Regions from separate parts of the Triticum aestivum genome. Here region 1 is linked to region 2. Evidence: chromatin contacts called from public Hi-C data. All regions are on one chromosome and are shown on one strand. The core of a region is the stretch at or near the end of the contact, and the rest is flanking DNA. Distances in the headings are between cores, read along the strand shown. Region 1 holds the start of LOC123054816 (serine/arginine repetitive matrix protein 2). Region 2 holds the start of LOC123054814 (probable LRR receptor-like serine/threonine-protein kinase At3g47570).

Region 1 (6,530 bases), core at 2,330-4,829, 140 kb after region 2:
AACTGATACTTTTGAAGTATGTGTCACAAAAGTTATATTATTCAATTGTATTAATATATACTACACTAAATCAGTGGCACTTATTTCAGGACAGAAGGAGTAGTTTTCAATAATAGTACAATTTTCATAACATGTGATTAATATTATTGTTGATCAAATTGATGATCAATGTTTAACCATGAAACATTAATGTCAAAGTTTTTTTGACAGGGTAAAATGTTTCTTATTTATTCTATAAAAGGTTAATTTTCTTTCTTCAGTTTAGTCCATATCAATACAATCAGGCAAAGACGACTTTCCTACCTGTAGTGGCTGCTATTCCCCCCCTCCATAATGGAACTTGGAAAACAATGACCTTTTTCGTGAAAATCAAACTTGAATTGACTTGACTTTAGTGGCCTATGAATAATAAAATAATAATAATAATTTCCGCATCAAGTGGAGCCACGATGCTCTCCTATGAAAAAAATCTCTGCGTCTTTTCATGCCGGTCACATATTTTGGGACTTGATTTTAACCATTACCTATTAGTTTGATAAGGGTATGAGTAAAAGAATTAGATCTTCACGCTAGTACAGAACATGATACATGTGGTAGACGCAAAACAAGTACCAGTGGTAGGTAGGCGCACGCCATTGGTAACCTGCCACTACCACCGATAATACAGCTATAGTGGCCTACGAGCATGATAGGCCTGTTGGAAATATGCCCTAGAGGCAATAATAAATTGGTTATTATTATATTTCCTTGTTCATGATAATCGTTTATTATCCATGCTAGAATTGTATTGATAGGAAACTCAGATACATGTGTGGATACATAGACAACACCATGTCCCTAGTAAGACTCTAGTTGACTAGCTCGTTGATCAATAGATGGTTACGGTTTCCTGACCATGGACATTGGATGTCGTTGATAACGGGATCACATCATTAGGAGAATGATGTGATGGACAAGACCCAATCCTAAGCCTAGCACAAGATCGTGTAGTTCGTTTGCTAAGAGCTTTTCTAATGTCAAGTATCATTTCCTTAGACCATGAGATTGTGCAACTCCCGGATACCGTAGGAATGCTTTGGGTGTACCAAATGTCACAACGTAATTGGGTGGCTATAAAGGTGCACTACAGGTATCTCCGAAAGTGTCTGTTGGGTTGGCACGAATCGAGACTGGGATTTGTCACTCCGTGTAAACGGAGAGGTATCTCTGGGCCCACTCGGTAGGACGTCATCATAATGTGCACAATGTGACCAAGGAGTTGATCACGGGATGATGTGTTACGGAACGAGTAAAGAGACTTGCCAGTAACGAGATTGAACAAGGTATCGGGATACCGACGATCGAATCTCGGGCAAGTAACGTACCGATTGACAAAGGGAATTGTATACGGGATTGATTGAATCCTCGACATCGTGGTTCATCCGATGAGATCATCGAGGAGCATGTGGGAGCCAACATGGGTATCCAGATCCCGCTGTTGGTTATTGACCGGAGAGTCGTCTCGGTCATGTCTGCGTGTCTCCCGAACCCGTAGGGTCTACACACTTAAGGTTCGGTGACGCTAGGGTTATGGAGATATTAGTATGCGGTAACCCGAAAGTTGTTCGGAGTCCCGGATGAGATCCCGGACGTCACGAGGAGTTCCGGAATGGTCCGGAGGTAAAGATTTATATATGGGAAGTCTTATTTTGGTCGCCGGAAAAGTTTCGCGCATTATCAGTATTGTACCGGGAGTGCCGAAAGGGGTCCGGGGGTCCACCTGCCCCGGGGGGGCACATGGGCTGTAGGGGTGTGCGCCTTGGCCTATATGGGCCAAGGGCACCCGCCCCAAGAGGCCCATGCGCCAAGAGATAAGGGAAAGGGAGAGTCCTAAAGGGGGAAGGCACCTCCGAGGTGCCTTGGGGAGGATGGACTCCTCCCTGGCCGCACCCTTCCTTGGAGGAAGGGCCAAGGCAGCGCCCCCCCTCTCCCTTGGCCCTATATATAGTGGGGGGGAGGGAGGGCAGCAATACCTAAGCCCTGGCGCCTCCCTCTCCCTCCCGTGACACATCTCCCTCCTCCCGCAGCGCTTGGCGAAGCCCTGTTGGAATCCCGCTACTTCCACCACCACGCCGTCGTGCTGCTGGATCTCCATCAACCTCTCCTCCCCCCTTGCTGGATCAAGAAGGAGGAGACATCGCTGCTCCGTACGTGTGTTGAACGCGGAGGTGCCGTCCGTTCGGCGCTAGGATCATCAGTGATTTGGATCACGACGAGTACGACTCCATCAACCCCGTTCTCTTGAACGCTTCCGCTCGCGGTCTACAAGGGTATGTAGATGCACTCCCCTTCCCCTCGTTGCTAGATTACTCCATAGATTGATCTTGGTGATGCGTAGAAAATTTTGAATTTCTGCTACGTTCCCCAACAAGGCCGCCACTTGTGAAAGACCCTGGTGGTGGTGAGCATGTCTTCCCACCCATTGGTAAGGTTGCCCATGTCAAATTATGACGTTGTCACGACAACGTTCTTTTACTGTCCTGCCGATATTTTGCATATGACACCACATTACATTGCATGACACAGATAAATTGATGTATAAACACGCAAACATGCATCCATATATCAGAATTGCAATACATGCATCACATTACATTGATATTCATCATTACATCAAGGAGAAGCATGAGGATCGATACCACGAGAACCAGTGTGTCGCCTTCTCTACAATCAGAGATCCGCCCCTCCCGAAAAGCCCAGCTAATTAACCACGTTGCCCTCGTGGGGTATGGTGGTTAGACTACCACTTGGCCACATCCAGTTCCTCTCCTCCGGGTTTGCCTCCACCAAGATGCACGTCACGAGCTCTTTGAACCGCATCTATGGTATCGTTTATATCGCGTCGAACTACACCTTCAGGAACCCACCCCAGGTGTCTTGAACAAGGTTGATCCAAGTGGACATTGCCTCCCCGAGCTGCTCTACATGATGCATGTTCTGCATAAGGCCGGTACATCCGCTCCTTGTCCACCAGAGACCCCCTCCCACAAATCTCACGATCTCATCTATCATTTTTAACACATAGAAAAAATTCGATGTGTATTGTGTTAATAATCATGCTGATCATATATCTATACATTCGTAATCAAGTCAAGGGGAGATGTATTGTGTTAATCATGCTAATCTGCAATCATCATGTTATTCTATCATCCATCCATATATTACAAGCACAAATTACTTACCTAGTAAAGGCACTTGTGGTTTTTATAATATTCAGTTTTTTTAGGGGTAAAGCTAAGCTACATCTATCAAATGCCACAGAGTGTGGAATATATTAGATCACGGGGTTCTCGGTTGAACAAGCGGTATTTTATGGCCCTCCAAATTTACTTTTTTTTGAGTAAATGGCCCTCCAAATTTACTGCTCATATTGGCCCTCCCAAATCCTCCTTCATTTCACAGCTGGGCCGATTTGCCACGGCCTGCCTGGCAGTACACGCAGGCCCAGCCCGTGGTCCTCCAGTCCGGCGCCAACCCGGCCTCGTTCGTTCACGGCAAAACAAAACGCGACCACCCAACCCGACCAGACCAGACCAGGACAAACCCAGGCTCAGCAGCTCGTGCCCCCGTCCCGTCCGACCCCCCTTCCTCTCCGCCCCGCCTCCATGGACGCGTACCACCACCACCAGCGCCGCTTCGACGGCTCCGGCTCCGGCGACGCGCCGCCGCCGCAGCCCCCTCCGCCCTCCAACTGGTATCCCAGCCCCGCGCCGCCGTACCACCCTCCCCACCCCAACCACCCGTACCCTCCCCAGCACCACCAGTGGGGCCACCCGCCCCCCGACCTCCAGCACCAGCACCGCCCTCCGCCTCCGCTGCAGTACGCGTACCAGCCCCCTCCCCCGCCGATGCAGCAGCAGATGCAGCCGCCGCCGCCCGCGCCCGGGAACCCCTGGCCTCCTCACCACGCTGCGGCCCAGCCCCCGCCGCAGAGCTACCCGCCTCCGCCTCCGCCTCCGGGACAGGTATGTCGGCGTCACCCGGTTTCCGTCGCTGGGACAGAAGATTGGTGATCAGTATACTGTTAGGAAGGAGCATTTGTAGCTGATTTGTGTTAGGATTCGGAGCGTAGGCCCGTTGTTGGTCCTAGGGTTTAGGTGAAGCATGTTATAAACTTATATGTTGGTTCTGTGATCCCACTCGATTTACTGTGGATTGTGTCTGGTGTAGTCCGATGTTGGTGTCATGGTAGAACGCGGGTGGGTTATATAAGCGGGTGGTTTTGTGACATTGTGCAATCGGTAGCTTAGCCCCCTGCGATTGATGAGGAACTTTTCGGCAAATTTTGTCACTACTGATGTAATTTTGTCAAGATTGTCTCTTCCGCTCTGTACAACTCAGCACTCGCAGCAATTTTATGATTTAGTTATCCTTGTTTGGAGTGAGGTTTCTTCAGTGGCATCAAATGTTCTGCCAAATGGCGTCATGTTTTGTTAGTTTTCAAGTTTTAAGCCATATGGACGTGTTTTTACCTGTGGCTTCTTGTTTCAGTTGCCTATTTGTCATGTTCTTCCATTGGACATGAAGTTCTGTGACTTACAATTGGACATTTCTTATTTGTAGGCTTGGCCGAATCATTCATGGCCTCAAAATCATGGATACCCAGGTATGTCAATATCATCCAAGTCTATGTTATTATATGTATAATTTTACTCGCAGAGAAAACACTGAGGTAATCCAAACTAGACTTACATAGTTTGTGTTGATACTGATGTGGAGCATCGTTATGATATGTGGGTATTGTAATGCAATATTTGTGTGTCTATGAATATGGATGTTTGTCAAATAACTATGAACTGTGCATGCAACTCAAGTTTCAAAACATTTATTCAATTATTTATCAGGTGCGTCACTGTTATTTCGGTTGTTTGATTGGTTGTTACACTGTTTTTCTTTTGCCTGTTACTATTAATGCATGTCCCGTCCTACTTAGCTTGCTTCTGATCATTGACTCAATACTTCTGTACACAATCAGTCCTTCCCAAGTTGTGTCGTGATTCTTGGTTTGTGATGTAACAAATGCATTGCCTAGTTACGTTATTAGTTAAACGACTTATAATGGAATTTTAGTTCGACATCCAACTTAAAAAAGGCTCCTTGGAGCAGAAAATTTATTTCTTCTAATAATAAATGGTTAGTTTGTTGTGACGATTTAATTTCTAAAAACAAAATAAACTCGAAGGGCTTGCCAATGAGGACGATTGGGCCACAAAGGCAAAGGAATGGGCTTCTGCTAAATCTGTTACAGAGAACCACCAGATTCAGCAGCATGCCATTCCAAGTAGAACAGAAATTCACCATTATGGCCACAATGATCAGTATCAGCAACCAGCTGGTCTGCCGGCAGAACCTTTACACCCACCAATTCCACAATCAAGTAGCGACCAGTTGCTGTTTCAAATGTCAGGTCAACAGAGGGAAACAAACTATTTGCAAGGTAACATGTCCTGTTACTCTTGCTCATTATGTGTTACAGATGGGTATATAAGTTTCAGAACAGATCTGAAGATGATATTGCAGATAGAGGTCCAATGGCGCCACCACCGAAGAATTTTGGTCCATTTCCATCCACCTATGAGCAGGAGGTACCTTATAATTATTCTTCTGCTCAAGGTATGCCTTGCTTGGCAATTTAATTTGCTTGTGTGGCCTGCGTCAGAATTAGATGTACCCTGCTGGATATGTATTCAGTTCAATTGCAGAAAGACTGAAAAATCTAAAGCATCACTTATTTTAGAACAGAGGGGGTATATCACTTCATCTATCTTCTGATATTGTAGCTACCTTAGCTGTTTATACGTCATTCCTGTTGTATTTTGAGGCAATTCATTGGATGTCACTATTGTGTTGGCCTCAAATGGAGCAGAAAATCCAAATTATTGGTTGCATGCACTATGATGCTTGTGATTTTCTTTACCAATGACTCTTGATTACATCACGTTTTTGGTGTTACCAAAATTACAATACAAATGGTATAACCTATGTAGCTTTTCTAGGTTCTTAATTCCTGTGGCATGTAGTTGATCCATTGTACTTTTCACTTTGAAGAGGTGGAATATTTGTGTCTCTTGCAAACACTCGTGTTTTTCACCCTTAATTACTAGGCGGGTCACTGTATGCAACTATATGGTATATGGATGATGCTGATATGTATTTCTGCTCAGGGTTTGATACTGGTAGATTTTGACTATGCCATGTAATAACAGGTAATGGGAATGCTATGCTTCAATATCCAAGCCCACAAGCTCAGCCATCTCTGAGTGCTTCATCAGTTCAAGACGGATTTCCTCGCGGGCCTCCTGGTGTGCCTGGGCATGGTTTACAGTCTTATAGGATGATGGCTGATCCCAGTGACCAACCCTTGGAGTTCAATGACAGAAAAGCTCCTGATATGGCAGTACATGAGACAATAAATATCAGATCTAGTGCTCCAACAGCAGTGTCTGAACATGGCACAGTTCCAACATCAACTCAATCATGGGGCCCATCTG
Region 2 (6,522 bases), core at 2,523-5,022:
GTGGCTACTGGACGATCTTGTAGCAAGTCAGAGTCAACAATCTGTGATATCCCAGCAGGAAAATTCATCTCCACAAAGTTTGTGATGCTCAGTCCATCCTTGAACATATCTTCTGTCGGTCTCTTCCTCAAAAATGTTTCCAACAGAATAATCCCATAGCTATAAATGTCCCCGGCAACTGAAACTTCACCACCAGTTGCCCACTCTGTAACAGCACGTACGACAATAGTTTAGTCAAAATATTAACATAAGCATCACAAATAAGGAGTCATTTTCAAGTTATGCTGTACCATATATGGCACAACATGAAAAACGAACAACAGACATCACCTGGAGCGACATATCCGATCGTTCCTTTTATTACAGTCGAAGAAGCAGAGTTTGAGTCACCGAAATATGACTGTGTCGGACCAGCTTTGAACCTCGCAAGGCCAAAATCTCCAACGTGAGCTGTCATATTATCATCCAAAAGAATGTTGCTAGGCTTCAAATCACAATGAACAATAGCACCTTGGTTGTCATGGTGGAGGTACTCCAGTGCATCTGCTACATCCACCACAATGCTCAACCTTTGAGCTAGTGTAATGCGCTCTGAATTTGAAGTGTTTTCATCTCCCAAAGCTGAGTACAGTAGTGCGTGCAAGTCACCCTTTGGCATGAATTCATATACTAGGGCTTTGAAATCATTCCCTTTAGAATCGATACTCGAGCAAGCAGTTAGGATAGGATCCAGATTCCGGTGCCGCACATTTCTCAAAGCATTGCATTCCGCAATGAAGCTCTTTTGTGCTCCTCTTGTCTCTAGGGTGAAAACTTTAACAGCAACAATAGTTCCATCTTGCAACAGTCTACCTTTGTACACAGAACTGTATCCTCCTCTGCCAATCAAGTTGGATGTGGAGAAGCCATCAGTTGCTCTATCAAGATCGTGGCAAGAAACTCTGGGAAACTTTCGACCAAAAGAAGGGAGAGACATGTAAATCTTCTTCCGTTTTCTCCTCCAGAATAGCAAGACAGATATGACCACAGCAAGTGACACCATGCTGACTAATGGGATCACTACTTTGAGCACTGTTGATGTCACGTGCTTAGTTGAATTCGAAGGTATGACAGGGCAGGCCGGTAGGTGTAACTTCGCTGCACCACCGCAAAGCCCCTTGTTCCCATCTACCCATAAAGCAGTCACATTCTTGAATATGCCTATTTCTGGGACTTCGCCTCCGAGACGGTTGAATGACAAATCTAGTTGTTCAAGATACATCAGGCTGCCAATAGATTTCGGTATGGATCCTGATAAGCGGTTGTGAGACACATTGAGTACTTGCAAGTTTCTGATGCTGCCTAGTGACGCTGGAATGCTTCCACTAAGAAAATTCTGATCCAACTCAATGTATTCCATACTGTCACAGTTGCCCAGTGTGTCAGGGATGCCACTGGACAGGTTATTAGATGAAAGATACAAGTACTGTAGTTGCTTGGCACGGCCTACTTCAGTAGGAAGTGGTCCACCTAGGCTATTTGAAGATAGCGCAATTTCTCTAATTGTAGGAATGCTGAATATCTCCTTTGGAATGCTACCATCAAGAATGTTATTGGAAAGTTCCAATGACTCAAGGGTTTTGAGGTTTCCCAAACTCGGGGGTATATGCCCATACAACTGGTTAGAATCCAAAAAGAGTTCCCCCAGTAGAGATAAATTAGAGAGGGAAGATGGAATATATCCTGTAAAAGCGTTGTTCCTTAATACGATAACCCGCAAGCTCTCTAGAGTTCCTAGCCATTCTGGAATGACACCGGTAAACTGGTTTTCATCCAATGCCAAAAACTCCAGGCTGTGAAGGTTAGCTATACCGGCAGGGAAACCCCCTGATAGTCTGTTCCTTCCGAAGAAGAACATTTCAAGTTTGGCAGAAAGGTTGGCAAATGTATCTGATAACCGTCCTTCAAGACGATTCCCACGCAGCGACAATTTCTGTAGCTCAGTGCAATTGCTTAGACTATTCATAAACTCCCAGTCTTGCTTGTCATGTGCTTGTAACTGATTGTATTCAAGATTCAACCAGGAGAGCTCTTTAAGTTTGCCAATAGAACTAGGCACCACCCCAGTGAAATTATTACTCAACAAATCAACCAAGGACAGCTTAGAAGCATTCACCAGCGAATTTGGGATAGGCCCGTCAAACAAGTTGTTAAATAAACCAAACTTTTGAAGATTGGGTGATGAACTACCAAGGTTGGATGGCAGTTGGCCACTTAGATAGTTGGAGGCAAGGCTTAGTACAGCAAGAGAAGACACATTGAGGATGGCTGGTTGGAACCTTCCTGATAGCTTATTTCCCCAGGCGAAAAAGAACTGCAGCATGGGCATATTTCCGATTTCACTTGGGATCTCGCCACTGATCCGATTTGACGAGACATCAAGTCGAGTTAGTGTTGTGACGTTAAAAAGTGAAACGGGAATTTTGCCGGTAAGATTGTTATATGAAATCAGCAGGCTTTGAAGGTGAGGAGGAAAATTGGCATGTGTAGGGATTTTTCCAACTAGGTGATTGCGATCCAGCCATAGCATCTGCAGACTAGAACAATTTGCGAAGTCTGGTATCTCACCCTCGAGTGTGTTATTACTCAAGTAGAGATTCTGGAGGTGCTGCAGGTGACCAAGGGACGCAGGGATTTGTCCAATGAACAGATTGCGTGGTAGCGATAGATTTCTTAGAAATGTAAGATTTCCGAGTGACAGAGAGATGCGCCCTTGTAAGCCTCGACCGCTGAGGTCGAGGGAAGTGACGCGATGTCGATTCTTAGGCCTACACGAGACACCTTCCCAGTTACAGAAATCCGAGCTGTCATTCCAGGACATGAGAGCTTGCTGGGGATCAAGACTGATTGCCTCCTTGAATTCAAGCAGTGATAACCGATCTGTCGCATTTCCATGTGAGGAGCAGACGACGACATGGGTACTGCAAGCCACAAGTGCCAAGAGAAACTGTCCAACTGCAATAACCATCATGGCTGGATTTCTTTCTTTGTCCAATTTAGAGCTTCATTATATGCATAAATAATACAAGCGGCAAAAAATTAGATAGGCAACAAGTGTTGGCAAATACTATATGGAATTGTTGGTGAGTGAAGTACCTGAAAGACTACCCTGCCCTATCAGGAACCAACTCTTCCTCTCTGTTCCATCAGCAAGATTAAGCACAAGTCAAAAGTAGAGTCACTGAATGTTGAATATTACTATAACTGCGCTTTACTAATCGAATTGCCATTCGGATACTGTGTGTGTGTAGGACACAGAAACTTTCCTAGCAAGAGTTGACCTCTTATTTATACTACTTTTGTGGTAAGCTTTTATGTACATCTATCAGGAAAACATGTTTGTATCAACTAGCAAGCACCGTAATATATAATCATCACCAAAACACAGACCAACGCGTATAAAATTGCGTTTCATGCTGATTAGAAACTCGTGTTTTCTCGATCTGGAAAAGAGGTTATATACAAACTCAAAGATAAGCTAGACATTTGTGCCCTTCAAGTTGTTGTTGGCCATTACCCACCACTTATTGGACATTTGGAAAATGAAGAGAGTGATCTGAAGTTGTACACTATGCAGCAAGACTGCAAAAGCATGTCATCTTAACTGTAGAAACACTGAAACAGTATGTAACTCACCATGCTTTTGCACCACCTCCTTCAGAGAGAGCCTGCATGCGTACTTTTGTTGGATAGCGGCGATAGGCCTATATAAGTTCTTTACTAGCTGCTTAGAGCGATACACGCTTCATTTATAGGCGAACCAAGTATCTACCACTGACAAGCTATAATGTCAACGTGTTTTTTTTATATTATCTAAAAGAATGTATTCTTCTTTCTACAGTCCAGTCCCTATCCATGGAACCAGTCAAAGACGGCTTCCCATGGATTCTTTCTACAGTCCAGTCCCTATCCATGAAACCAGTCAAAGACGGCTTCCCATGGTGATCAGTAGCATTATTGACACAATTTCAACAAAGAAAGTGATTAATAATAATATATTATATTATAAAAGGGTCCGTCTAAGGCACATCTAAGTGACTCAATCAAGTATAAGAAGGAAAAACAAAAGACAAAAGGAAAATACCCACACGAATCTCCGTGTAAAATCAATGACGTGGGACTTAGATGTGCAATACTTACGGCACATCTAGATGTGCTTTAACAAAACTGATACTTTTGAGGTATGTGTCACAAAAGTTACATCATTAAATTTGTATTAAAATATACTATACTAAATCACCGACACTTATTTTGAGACGGAGGGAGTAGTTTTCAATAATAATACAATTTTCATAACATGTGCTTAATATTATTATTGATCAAATTGATGGTCAATGTTTAACCATGAAACTTTAATGCCAAAGTTTTTTTGATAGGGTCAAAGTGTTTCTTCTTCATTCTATAAAAGGTTATTTTTCTTTCTTCGGGTTAATGCATATCAATACAATCAGTCGAAGACAACTTTCCTACCCGTAGCTATTGACTCCCTCTCTATAATGGAACTTGGAAAACGATGGCCTTTTTCGTGAAAATCAAACTTGAATAGACTTGACTTTGGTGGCCCATATATAATAATTTCCACATCAAGTGGAGCCACGATGCTCTCCTACGGAAAGAAAAATCTTCGTGTGTTTCCATCCGGTCACGTATTTTGAGACTTCATCTTAACCATTACTTATTAGTTTGATAAAAATAATAGGGTATGAGTAAAAGAATTATATCTTCACGCCACTACAAAACATGATACCAGTGGCATACGCAAAACAAGTACCAGTGACGGGTAGGCGCATGCCACTTGTTTCCTGCCATTACCATCGATAATACAACTATCAGTGGCCTGCGGGCATGATAGGCCGCCACTTGTGAAAGACCGTAGCGGTGGTGAGCACGTCTTCCCACCCATTGGTAAGGCCGCCCATGTCAAATTATGACGATGTCATGACAACGTTCTTTTACTGTCCTGCCGATATTTTGAGTGAATAGCATAAAACTACCACAATTCGCGTTACGGTTCTAAAAAACTACCAGAAATTTGTTTGTGACTAATACCTACCACTTTCGGTGTCGGCTGTTTCAAAAAAACCCAAATGGGTGAGTGGTTAACACCTGATCAGGTTTATGACAGCTGGGGCCTACCCGTAAGATGACCGTTTGTTAGACCGTTTGTTTGACCGTTAACTTACATGTAGGGCCTACATGTCAGCGTCTCTTCCACATATTAAAAAAATGCAATCCCTCAATTAGCAATCGGGTCCCTAAAAAATAAAATAAAAAGCAATCGGGTCCCTGAAAAATAAAATAAAAAGCAATCGGGTCCCCGCCGGCGAGCTCGTCGCCAGAGCCGATGTGGGCGTCGGCTAGCCTTCAGCAGCGCGTCCCCGATGCTCTGCTGCACGCGGTGGAGCTCGAGGTCGTCCATGCTGCCCTGTTGCACGCGGTAAAGCTCAAGGGCTCCCTGCTGTCGGCTGCAGGAGAAGCAGCCATGGCGAGCTCCACCGGAGATTGGGCCGGGCGGCGCACGCGCCATAGGAGGTGAGCTACGGGGAGGAGGGAGGAGGCGTGGGTGGTGGAGCTGCTCGCCGGTTGCCTTCGCGCCCGTGGCGGTGGCCAGCCGTAGCCCGTCGTTGTGGCCGGCCGTGAGCGGTGGCTGACTGTGAGCCTTCCCGCACGTCGGCCGACATCCCACGCGCGTCTTCCGGCGGCCGAGGAGAGAGGTAGGCTGGGGAGGGTCGTCGGCGGGTCGGGAGGTGAGAGGGTCGTCGCCTGGTCGGGAGCAGAGGAGAGAAGAGAGAGATCGATGGAGTTGAGCGGAGAAGAAAGACAAAGAGGAAGATGAAGCTTACATGTGGGCCCCACATGTAAGTTAACGGTCAACCTAAACAATCAAACAACGGTTTGTTTAGGAGTGGGCCTGACTTGTCATAAACCAGATCAATTTTGAATCACATGGTGATTTGGGTTTTTTGAGACAACCGACGTCAATTTTGGTAGGTATTAGTCACAAACAAATTTCTGGTAGTTTTTTGGAACCGTAACGCGAATTGTGATAGTTTTATGCTATTCACTCCGATATTTTGCATATGACGACACATTGCATTGCATGACGTAGATAAATTGATGTATAAATATGCAACCATGCATCCATATATCGGGATTGCAATACTACAAAGAACGATACAAGCTTCATTTATAGGCGAACCAATTATCTACCACCGACAAGCTATAATGTGAATGTGTTTTTCTTTATTATCTAAAAAATGTATTCTTCTTTCTACAGTCCAATCCCTATCCATGGAACCAGTCAAACGCAGCTTCCCATTGTCATTAGTAGCAGTATTGACACAATTTCAACAAAGAAAGTGATTAATAATAATATATTATATTATAATACGGTCCGCCTAAGACACATCTAAGTGACTCAATCAAGTATAAGAAGGAAAAAAATAAAAAAGGAAAATACCCACACAATCTCCGTGTAAGATC

The links. Hi-C and Micro-C count contacts between places; a contact is called where the count stands out from the background.
Region 1: a contact with region 2 is called in a Hi-C map of leaf, with 4 times the contacts expected there. The contact joins the promoter of LOC123054816 here to the promoter of LOC123054814 in region 2. A contact is called at or near these places in 2 of 5 Hi-C or Micro-C datasets (both in leaf).

The regions. Positions count from the first base shown.
Region 1 is chr2D:595,726,059-595,732,588 of IWGSC CS RefSeq v2.1, forward strand. It overlaps LOC123054816 (serine/arginine repetitive matrix protein 2), which reads left to right and starts at 3,580. Exons shown (of 12, transcript XM_044478665.1): 1 at 3,580-4,004; 2 at 4,603-4,645; 3 at 6,246-6,530. The coding sequence starts at 3,645.
Region 2 is chr2D:595,583,767-595,590,288 of IWGSC CS RefSeq v2.1, forward strand. It overlaps LOC123054814 (probable LRR receptor-like serine/threonine-protein kinase At3g47570), which reads right to left and starts at 3,773. Exons shown (of 5, transcript XM_044478662.1): 1 at 3,676-3,773; 2 at 3,136-3,177; 3 at 331-3,041; 4 at 1-205. The coding sequence starts at 3,010.